3 separate regions of the Sus scrofa genome follow, and regions 1 and 2 are each linked to region 3. The links are chromatin contacts, called in public HiChIP or PLAC-seq and promoter capture Hi-C maps. All regions are on one chromosome and are shown on one strand. The core of a region is the stretch at or near the end of the contact, and the rest is flanking DNA. Distances in the headings are between cores, read along the strand shown.

Region 1 (3,328 bases), core at 228-2,727, 230 kb before region 3:
GGTCAAAAATTAAGTTTTAGAAAATAAAGTGATATTTCTTGCCTGTCTGAATTTTCATTTTGGCTCTACATACCCTTCTAATTCTTTTACAATCCTATTAACTTCATTTTAAAGACAGGAAAGGGCTTTTTAAGGTTAATTTCCCTAAGGTCACAAAACTAGAAAGTACCAAAACTAGAATTCGAATTTGGGTCTCCCTGGCATTGAAGCCCTTGATAGCAATTACTATATCCTGCCTGGGATAGGTTTTGCCATCTCCCTACCACCTGTACCCAATCCCTATTCCCAAATCTTGCTAATTTAAGCACATGCCCTATTCCAGAAAGCCACTATTGAGCATCCCCTGTCCCCAGGTTTAATTGGCCCTCTTTGGGCCTCCCAAAATCTCCTAACCGCATCCCATCACAGACTGTACTGTATTTTAGTGATCTCTCTATGTGCTTATTCTCCTTCACTAGACTGAACTTTTGAGAGCAGGAATTAAGTATCTCTAGTGCCTGACACATAGTAGGTGATTTGTTTCTACAACAGAAGAATATCACTTATATTCAATTGTCTCCTCACTAAACAATACATCTGGGAGTTACCTTTTGACTCAGCAGGTTAAGGATCTGGCATTGTCACCCCTGTGGCTCTGGTTACAGCTATGGCATGGGTTCATCCCTAGCATGGGAACTTCTGCATGCCTCAGGCCTACCAAAAAAGAGAATACCTCTGGTTTTGTGCACAACTAAATCACTGAAGCCTACCACAGTGCTTGACACAAATTAGGTTTTCAATAAATATTTTTGAATGAATGATTCTATATGTACTCTCTATCTACTATGACTCTGAGTCACATTCCAAGAAAAAGCTTCTTCACATTCTTTTCCTTATAATGACTTACTGTTTTAAATTATTTCTACCCTTTGACATTTTAAAATTTGTCATCACTTTACCATTTTCATCCTCACATGAAACACGATTTCCAATATTCAAAAGTGTGAGATTTTCATTGTGTTCTATTTATCCTATCACAAACTGCGAGCATTCCTATCAACCTCTTCCACTTTACTAGAACGTCATTAATCAGGGGGAGGTACTTAGAGGTGAAGGGAACAGTTAGCCTCCAATTGACAAGCTTGCTCTTCTCTGGGGTTATTGCAAAGTCACACGTTCCTGGGTGTGACCTTCTCAGGACATAATCTCCTCAAGGGCTGAATTGATTAGACTATGACTATGACCTATTAAATTAAAGGTGTGGCATAATGAAAGAGTTAAAATAGTATTTTCTATGCAAGGTTGTGATCTTTTTTAAAATATATGATATAGGCTCTCATAAGAGAAACAGGAAAACACGTCCCAAATTACCTTCCTAGCAGTTAGCCTGGATTGACAGTCCCACTGAACAAAGGAAGGAACCAAACACTCCTTGAGACCTATGTTTGCAGCCCGAGCCGGTTCCCCTCCTATGGGCGGGGCACCCGGAGCCTCCGGGACCCAGGGGGAGGGGGCGGGGTGGGGAGGGGGCGGGTCCAGGTCTCAAGGGGCGGGGCCACGGCGGGCGAGAGGCAGGCTGGGAAGCGGCGCCATATTGGCGTCGGCCGCGCTGTATTGTCATAAATAGAGCCGGTTTTGTGGTGTTTTCACTACTCGGTTGGATGCCTCGGCCGTAGTAAGTGAGAGAGTAAGAGAGCGAGGAAGCGAGCTGCAAACGAGCGGAGGAAAGTGGACAGGAGGAGAAGGGAAGAGCAAGAACAGGACTCCAGAGCGAAAGGCACTCGCCGGTGAGGGGGACGCAGGAAGCGATGAAAGAGATGTCTGCGTAAGTGTTGGGGGGCGGCGGTTGGGGGAGAGGCAGAACGGAGTGGGCAGGGATGGTCGGCCCGGGATCCCGCTTTCGTTTCCTGCCCCCGCGTTCTGGCCGGAGCACTGCAGGGTGGTCTCCTTCCCTGCACCCGGCCGGTCGACAAGGGCACCTCCCTACACACTGGGCGCTCACCTGGCACCCTTGCACAGACTCGGGGACTCCAGGAGACCCCCATCTGCGCCTGGCTGCCCCACCTCTGAGGACGCCCCCAAATGAGGTTGCGGCGGGAGAGAGGCTCGTGTGTCCGTAGGGAGAAATTGTCGGTCACAGTCCTGCCCCCAGCACTGTCTGAGCCGGTTTCTGCTCCAGTCTGCATTGGCGCAAATACCATCCCCCTACCTCCTCCTCCTCCGTCTTCATGACCTGCGGTCTCCAGGTCTTCAAGAGTGAATGACCTACCCCAGCCCATGGGTTTCTCTTTAATAAAGGTTGTGCTGTTTTCACCCTCCCCTGGCCTCCCCACCTATCCACCGTGCATCTGCGGGTCTCTTCCTCCTGCTCATACTTGGGTAAGTCAGAAACGGTGTCCTCCTGGCAGGATTTTAAGCTTTTGACATTTTGGTTTATTAGGAAATAATTTGAACATACAGAAAAATGCAAGGAATAGCATAAGCAGCATTTGTGTAGCCACCATCCATCTCTCCCCAAACATAACGTGCTGTGTGTGTGTGTGTGTGTGTGTGTGTGTGTGTTTATACACATCTTTATTTAAAAGAAACCAAGCATAATGAGTATATCTGAAGGATTCTCCTACCCCCTCCTCCTTTGGTCCCATTCACCCCCTCCCCCAGAGTTCCCCACAGTTCTGAATTTTATGCTCATTGCTGCATTTTTTTTTTTTTTTGCTATTGCTATACATGTATGTTCCAAATTGGCATTGTTTTACTTGTTTTTAAGCTTCATATAACTAGTATCACACTTGTCATTCTGCAGTTTCCATAGTGAAACATAGTATCTTTGAGATTTGTCCATGATAATGTTTTCAGCTCTAATTAATTCATATTAACTACTGTATTGTATTCCATTGTAGGGATAACACCCTAATTTAGTCCTTTTCCTGTTGGTGATTGTCTTATTTCTAAGTTTTTAATGTTAACTGTGGTAGTGAACATTCTTGTACATGCCTTTTGGTACACTTGAACTAGAATTTCTCCAAGGTGTTTACCTATAAGTTAAAATGATGAGTTGAGGGAAATGTAGGCTTCTGTTGCTTGCTTTTGTTTTCCTGACTAGGTGAGGGATGTTCAGAACCATGGAATTGGAATTTTAGTGCTAGTAGGCCCCTTGATGATCAACTTTCTCAGCATAGAGATAAGAAAGTGGGACCCAAGATTCATAGTTGTATCCATCTAAATGAAAACAATTAACTAGAGTCATAGACTGTGGCGGCTGATTCAAGCAAAGGATGTTAATGTAGGCTTCTCAGGAACAAACATAGTTGTGATTTCTTTTTAAAAGCTAGAATATTTCACAAGGACC
Region 2 (3,318 bases), core at 304-2,803, 180 kb before region 3:
CCAGATCTCTGCATGGCCACACGCCATGTCTGCTGTCTGCTCGGATGTCACCTTCTCAGCCCAGGAAGGCCTCCCTGACCTCCGCAGAAAATGCCATTCCCATCATTCCCTGACCCGTACGCCCTACTTCCTTGCTCCACATCACTAATTATTCTATATACCACTTATGCAATATAGAAATCTAATCTATAATTTATATATTATGTACATATTTTTTTTTGTCTTTTTTTTGCTATTTCTTGGGCCGCTCCCGCGGCATATGGAGGTTCCCAGGCTAGGGGTCGAATCGAAGCTGTAGCCACCAGCCTACACCAGAGCCACAGCAACGCGGGATCCGAGACGCGTCTGCAACCTACACCACAGCTCACGGCAACGCCGGATCGTCAACCCACTGAGCAAGGGCAGGGACCGAACCCGCAACCTCATGGTTCCTAGTCGGATTCGTTAACCACTGCGCCACGATGGAAACTCCATATATGTATATACATATACAGAATATATGATATTAAGTGGACGTGTGTGTGTCCACTTAGTATCATTTTTTTCTTTTTATAATGGCCTGTGTCCTCCTGCCATCCATGGAACAGAAGCTCCAGAGGGAAGGGTGTTATCACTTTTGTACCTTCAGTGCCTTGAACAGCACCTGAAATGTACTCTATAAATATTACCAAATGAACAGCAGAAATAGAACTGGAACGTGAGTCTGTCGGACTCCCAAACCTGTACCGTTAGTCACAGGACTCTGCAGATCTTAGAAAATGGGGCGTATGTGAACAGTGGCAAAAGGCAGAAAGGTCTAATGTCCACGCTCAGCGCGGTGGAGGCTGAGGTACATGGTTGCCCAGGTCTGCCCTCAGCACGGGGTGTTCATTACCCCAGCTCACAACCACATCCTCAGGACCTGCTCTGCCCCTTTTCAGAGCAGCCTGTATCCCACGATCAATGTGGACTGTAAAGCCTGCCCAGGCTCTAATCGTCAAAGGCCATTCCGGCTCCCAACCTCCTTGGGAATCGGCTGAAGGCTTTGTTGTGACAGCATGGACGTTCTCCTTTTTCTTCTGTCCATCCTGCTTCCCTTCCTCCCCCAACAGGAACTGACCTTGAGATCATTCCCCTATAAGCTTTGTATGGGCAAATCTCTGTGGCAGAGCCTGCTTCCTGGGGAGCCCGACCTGTGGTGTTCAGAATAAATCATCCAGTGACCTTCCAGAAAGGTCAAAGGAGCTTTAGGAAATGGGGCGCAGGACAAATAAGCTGGGCCTTTGAAAGCTACGCCCCAAACCAGAAGAAGCGACCCTACATGTGTCTGCACAAGCTAGGCTCATCACATCCCTTTTAACGAAATAACCTGGAAAGGAAAAGAATGTTGTGTGCATGACCCAGGACCACCACCATGGCTCTGGAGCACGCCTCATGTGAAAGCAGCTCCATTTCTTGGCCACGCCGAGCTTAGCTTGGGTCCCTGTCTGTGCTGTGACCTCACCCTGCTGAGCCAAATGTACAGTAACTCATGAGTCATTGGGCTCAATCAAAATTTCCTCTTCGCTGCATACCCCGCCCCCACCCAAGGACAGTGGTTATCTCCACCTTCCCCTTCTGGAGCTCGGCTGCTGAGTGGGAGAGAAGAGGGGAGGGGAAAACGGGTCAGTCAAGAAATGACAACCCCAAGGGGGCAGCAATATCCCTGCCTGAAGTCCAGAGAAGAAGAGGCAAAAATTATTTAAATGTACTTGCCTTCAGGTGAATAAAAGTAAGAAAGTAGTCCCCTTTCTAGTGTGGGAGCAGCTTGAGGGCGGGTATCAGTTATCATAAGCAATAGTATAGGCCATTCATAAGACCATGAGTTATAAAGCTCTGTTTGGGGCACGTCCCATATATTCACTAGTTTCATCCTCATAACAACACTATGAGGTAGGGACCAATACCATCACCCCCATTTTACAGAGGAGGAAACTGAGGCACAGAAATCTTAAGAAGAGCCTACTAAGGCTGCCCAGATTACAGATGTGTACCTATCACACTGCCAGTGTGTGTAATTCAGGGCCAGAGTCAGTGCCAGGCTTTGGTGGGGTACATCGCCCCAAGGGCCCTTCTCACAGCTAATCACATAAGCCTCAGGGGCCAGTAGGGGTGAATGGCCCCCCAGAAACCCAGGTTGAAGAGAACAGGGGTTAAGGAGAACTGCAGGGCTTCTCTCCAAGCCCCGTTCTTCCTGTCTGGTGTCAGGGCAGTGTGCATCTCCCCATGGTTTGATTCATGGTGTCTGCTTTCTCTTTGATGCATTCATTCTTTCCAGATTTTTGACTATCTTTCCATTTGCTCACAAGGGAAGGCCTTCTGGGGCGGAAACATCACGCATGACTTAAAGGAGAACAATGGGTGCTGAGGGGCCGAGGAAGCCTGAGTGTGGTGGCTGTATTGTGGTTCCACAGCTTCCTCCAGGCAAGATCTGATCTTACATGACACCCAGCAGGGCCGAGGGAGACATTCATCACTTCCTCCTCAACAAAAGGTGCTAATAAAAGAAACTTTTCCTCTCATGGGCCGGTTAGCCACTGTGTTGATTAGAGCAAGATCTTAATGGATTGTGAGAGTTCCCGCTGTGGCTCAGCAGAAATGAACCAACCAGTATCCAGGAAGATGTGGATTCTATCCCTGGCCTCGCTCAGTGGGTTAAGGATCCAGCATTGCTGGGAGCTGTGGTGTAGGTCGCAGACACGGCTTGGATCTGGCATTGCTGTGGCTGTGGCGTCAGCTGTAGCTCCAATTAGACCCCTAGCCTGGAAACATCCATTAGCTGGACCTGTGGCCCTAAAAAACTAAAAACAAAACTTTAGAGATTGTGATTATTTACTTGTCCTTTCAGAGTATTCTTTTCCTTGAACCTACAAGCACCATCCCTTCCCAACATACACAGAGAAGCTTAGCTGTATTTTCCTTGGGTACCTCTGGGTAGTGTTGTTTATTCCCAAGTTACCCTCCAGGACCACAAAGAGTGAGGATCTTCCTAGGTTTCAGATTTTGGAGATGTGAGAATGTCTAGGTCTAGCTAAATCAGTGTTCCCCAAGCTGTTTTCATTATCACCCCCTAAGGAGACTTGTCAAATATTTTTTTTTCCTAATGGTCCTTCTCCTCATGACATTACTGGATATCAGCATATCTCAGGGTCATGAACCACTGTAATTTCTAAGATTTTTTTCCCCACATCTTTGCCCCTCCTGCTTCTCTCCACCTAAGAGACACCTTGGGGGCAATCTCTCCTGTTAAGACTGCATGAGCTAGAATCAGCAACTGAGTTCTCAGCCCTGGCACGTTCT
Region 3 (3,270 bases), core at 513-3,012:
TTAGGATTCTTTGAGGAGATGATAATCAGCATTTAAAACGTATCCCTGATTGCATTCTCCTCACAGAGAAATTGTTCTGTCACTCCCTTTAAATTATCTTCTCCCGTTGTAAATAAACTATACTGCAATAAAACTTTTAAAAATGAAAAAAAATTATCTCCTTTCCATTAGCTAAGGTCAAGGATTTCATTTAATTGAGAATTAACCTTCAACACAGAGAAACAAATAAATCCTACTGACCAATAAATAAATCCATGAGTGAGTGCTTAAAAAGGGCAATTTGTATCAAAGATTTCCCTGGAGACTTAAGTTAAATAGTTGTATTAAAATGTATACTTCCCCCTCCCCTTGCTGGGCCTTTCCTTTAAAGACAACGTTTCTCCTGTAGTTCACTAGATTAAAGGTATCACGACAGTCAGTAAATGACACAGTGCAATCTCTTGGCTCTGAAAAGTTCCCAAACCTGTTCAGAATTACAAAACCTTGAGTAACTAACTGCAAGAGGTTTTAAAAAAACAAAACCCTCCTCCATATGTGTTAATAATGAAACTTATAAACCTCTCAAGATCATTTTCGCGTAGCAACAATCTAGCGACTTTTCAAGAAAGTTAACATTATTAGGAGAAAATACTTTATGCCTTAAGGCAGTTTCACCTTGATGTACTGCACTGAAATGACAGGCTTTTATAAGACATCAGAAATCAGTTGTTCCATATTAGATTTATTATCTTTGAAAGCAAGCCCTGAGAAATATACCCCATACTGTAAGGTTTTCGCTGTTGGTTACCTTTAAAATGTTTGCTTTTCGTTTACATGTTTACACAAAGAACTGGAACTTCTCATTGCAAAAGAACCTCTCCCACGTGTTAAGATCCCTACGGGGATGGAGTCCCTCTCCACAAACCAATGGCCCCGTCTCTAGTTTACCAGAGGAAAGGATGGATTTTCCTTTCTCACACGATTACAGAAACTACTGCAGTCAAGGAGGCAGCAAAATAACCAGGCTGAGTCTAATCCTGTAATCTTTTCGAACTTATTTCCATACAGAAGGGGGTCATTCTTCTTGTGGGGTGGGGGTGGAGTGTGGATTTCCAAAGGAGGCACTCCTAACTTCATTGCGCCACTGATAAACACTCAGCAGTGGAATCCACTCTAGATTTCTGGAAAGTTCATCCCCAAATCTAACCTCGAGTCTTTCCTGTGGCCAACCAAGCAAGCCTTGCTCCCCTTAAGTCAGGTCCAAGAAACTTCCGACTCACCGCCCTGCTACCAAAGCTTCTGCAGCTGGTGGGAAACGATCTCCTCCATCCACACCTCTCCAGAACCCTGTCCGCACCCCCTCACTTCAAATCTCCCCACCTCACCTTCTCCCACGACGCCGGAGCCTGAGATTTAACCCCTTCCAGCCCTCCAGTGGGAACGGGGAGGACTAAAGACAACGCACCAATTGCGTCTAGCAATTCTGTTCCCCGAGGAAACATGAGCTTTAGAAAGAAAGTACCAGCTGCTAACTCGAGGACTGAGTGGAGTCTCCCCTACCTGTTTGCAGGGAAATCAGTCGAGCTGCCACACAGACCGGCACCCCCCCCCCCGCCCCGCGGGGACAGGAATGCGTGGGGCACTATTCCCGGCTGGAGCCGGACTTGTCCCAAATAAGCTTCCGTGGGACTCCGATGTCTAGGATACTGTAGCCGCTGCCAGAAGTATCGATAAGCTCCTACCCTCATCGGGTTTAGAATGGAAATCCTTCTAGGTCAAAGAAAAAGAGAGCATTTCTTCCCCTGGATTAGTGGTATCCTAATAGACTGTAGTCCCAGCCGCAAAGCTCCACAAGTCACAACCTGACTGCAGAGACAGGCCGGGTGGAGGGTTCCGCGCTCTGCAAGTTGTGCCTTGCGCGCAAACGGATGGTGTCCCCGGGCCTGGAGAGTCCCGGCTCAGAGCCCAGTGCAGAGCGGCAGCCGAGAGGAGGTGGAGATGGCGTCCCAGCCGCCTCCTCCCCCTAAACCCTGGGAGACCCGCCGGATTCCGGGGGCCGGGCCGGGACCGGGACCTGGCCCCACTTTCCAGTGAGTGTTTGATTCTTCTGGCCACGAGTTTTGTGGGCCGGAGCGGGCACTTGGTAAGGGGCGGTTGAGGCCGTTATTAGGGGTGAGGTGTCCCCTCCCCCTCTCATCCAGTCCCCACCCCGCCCCCCAGCCTTAAGCGGGTCGAGGTGCTGCCGGGGCGCCAGCAACGGGAATTTCAGTGTCGGATAGTTGCTTCTGGCTCGGCGGTTTTCGGTAGCGACGTTTTCCAGGGGGCTTCTGGGTCCCGGGGCTTGGAAGAAACGGTGCGGCTGTTTCTTCTGTTTGCGGGACACTCTGACGGAACTGTTTGACTCTTCTACCTCCGCCACCCCTACCCTTCTTCCCCTTAAAGAGTTAGACTTTCGGTTCGTAGCTGCTCAGAGAGGCATTTGCCCAGCCCCGGTTTGATAGGGAACAAAGTCTCAAGCCTTTAACCATTTCTCAAGTTGGTGAAAAGTCAGCAGGTCACATTTAACGCAACTGGAGCTCAAGCCTATACACAGTGCATTCTTTTCCAGCTTACGTAAAGCAATGAAGTTTTGGAAAAGCAACTTTAAAGCAGGAGTTGAGAACTGAGGCCTATGAGTGGCCTTTGTGTGCTAGATAGAGTGTGATTTTTCTAAGCCTGTGAGATATTGTTTTGTTGTAATCAATGTTAAATAGATTTACAGCTCAAAAAAAGTTAAAATAGAATAAAAGAGGAAATTTCACAGCCTTGTGTGTTTTGTGTTGAGTAGATCTGGACATCTTAATTCAAGGAAGAAAAACTCGAATGTCAAATCCCTACTGTGGTAGGTTTACCTAAATAAAAATCCCCAACAGGGGGACACAGCTTTTTGAGGACATGGGTTAGCTGTGACAAAGCAATAAAACTATTATTTTCTCCTTCACACCCCCACCCACCCCAAATTCCCAACGCACTGGAATGTATTTCTGCTATGTTTTAAAATCTCGTAATCTTTTCGCTCAGCGCTTAGGAGCCCGACTAGTATCCGCGAGGATGCTAGTTCGATCCCTGGCCCCGATCAGTGGGTTAAGGATCCTGCGTTGCAGTGAGCAGTAGGTCGCAGATGCCTCTTGGATTCTGTGTTGCTGTGGCGGTGGCTATGGCGAGCAGCTGCAGCTCTGATTCCACCCCTGGCCTGGGAACTAGCATTTGCCGCAGGTGCTGCCCTAAAAAGCAAAACGAACAAAAAACTTG

Evidence for each region. Promoter capture Hi-C pulls out the DNA fragments that hold promoters and counts their contacts. HiChIP or PLAC-seq counts read pairs in DNA pulled down with a chosen protein or histone mark.
Region 1: a promoter capture Hi-C map of liver shows a contact between it and region 3, with 5 times the contacts expected there. The contact joins the promoter of PAPOLG here to the promoter of PUS10 in region 3. A contact is called at or near these places in 3 of 5 promoter capture datasets (fetal liver, fetal skeletal muscle and liver) and 2 of 2 datasets of contacts at active chromatin or transcription factors (alveolar macrophages and skeletal muscle).
Region 2: an H3K27ac HiChIP or PLAC-seq map of alveolar macrophages shows a contact between it and region 3. The contact joins the enhancer-like site here to the promoter of PUS10 in region 3. A contact is called at or near these places in 1 of 5 promoter capture datasets (liver), 19 of 47 Hi-C or Micro-C datasets (alveolar macrophages, blood, brain and 13 more) and 2 of 2 datasets of contacts at active chromatin or transcription factors (alveolar macrophages and skeletal muscle).

The regions. Positions count from the first base shown.
Region 1 is chr3:81,023,518-81,026,845 of Sscrofa11.1, reverse strand. It overlaps PAPOLG (poly(A) polymerase gamma), which reads left to right and starts at 1,477. Exons shown (of 22, transcript XM_003125108.5): 1 at 1,477-1,804. The coding sequence starts at 1,788.
Region 2 is chr3:80,970,621-80,973,938 of Sscrofa11.1, reverse strand. No RefSeq gene overlaps it. Among named protein-coding and RNA genes, the nearest start is that of PAPOLG, 53 kb to the left of the region's middle. Within about 2 kb of position 1,553, at least 20 of the 83 cell types and tissues checked have an H3K27ac peak or open chromatin away from gene starts, as enhancers often do. A contact at or near this core is called in alveolar macrophages, liver, retroperitoneal adipose tissue and 1 more, where this site is marked.
Region 3 is chr3:80,789,736-80,793,005 of Sscrofa11.1, reverse strand. PUS10 (putative tRNA pseudouridine synthase Pus10) reads right to left here and starts at 1,762. Exons shown (of 19, transcript XM_021087518.1): 1 at 1,540-1,762. The coding sequence starts at 1,727. It overlaps PEX13 (peroxisome biogenesis factor 13), which reads left to right and starts at 1,899. Exons shown (of 4, transcript XM_003481205.4): 1 at 1,899-2,069. The coding sequence starts at 1,978.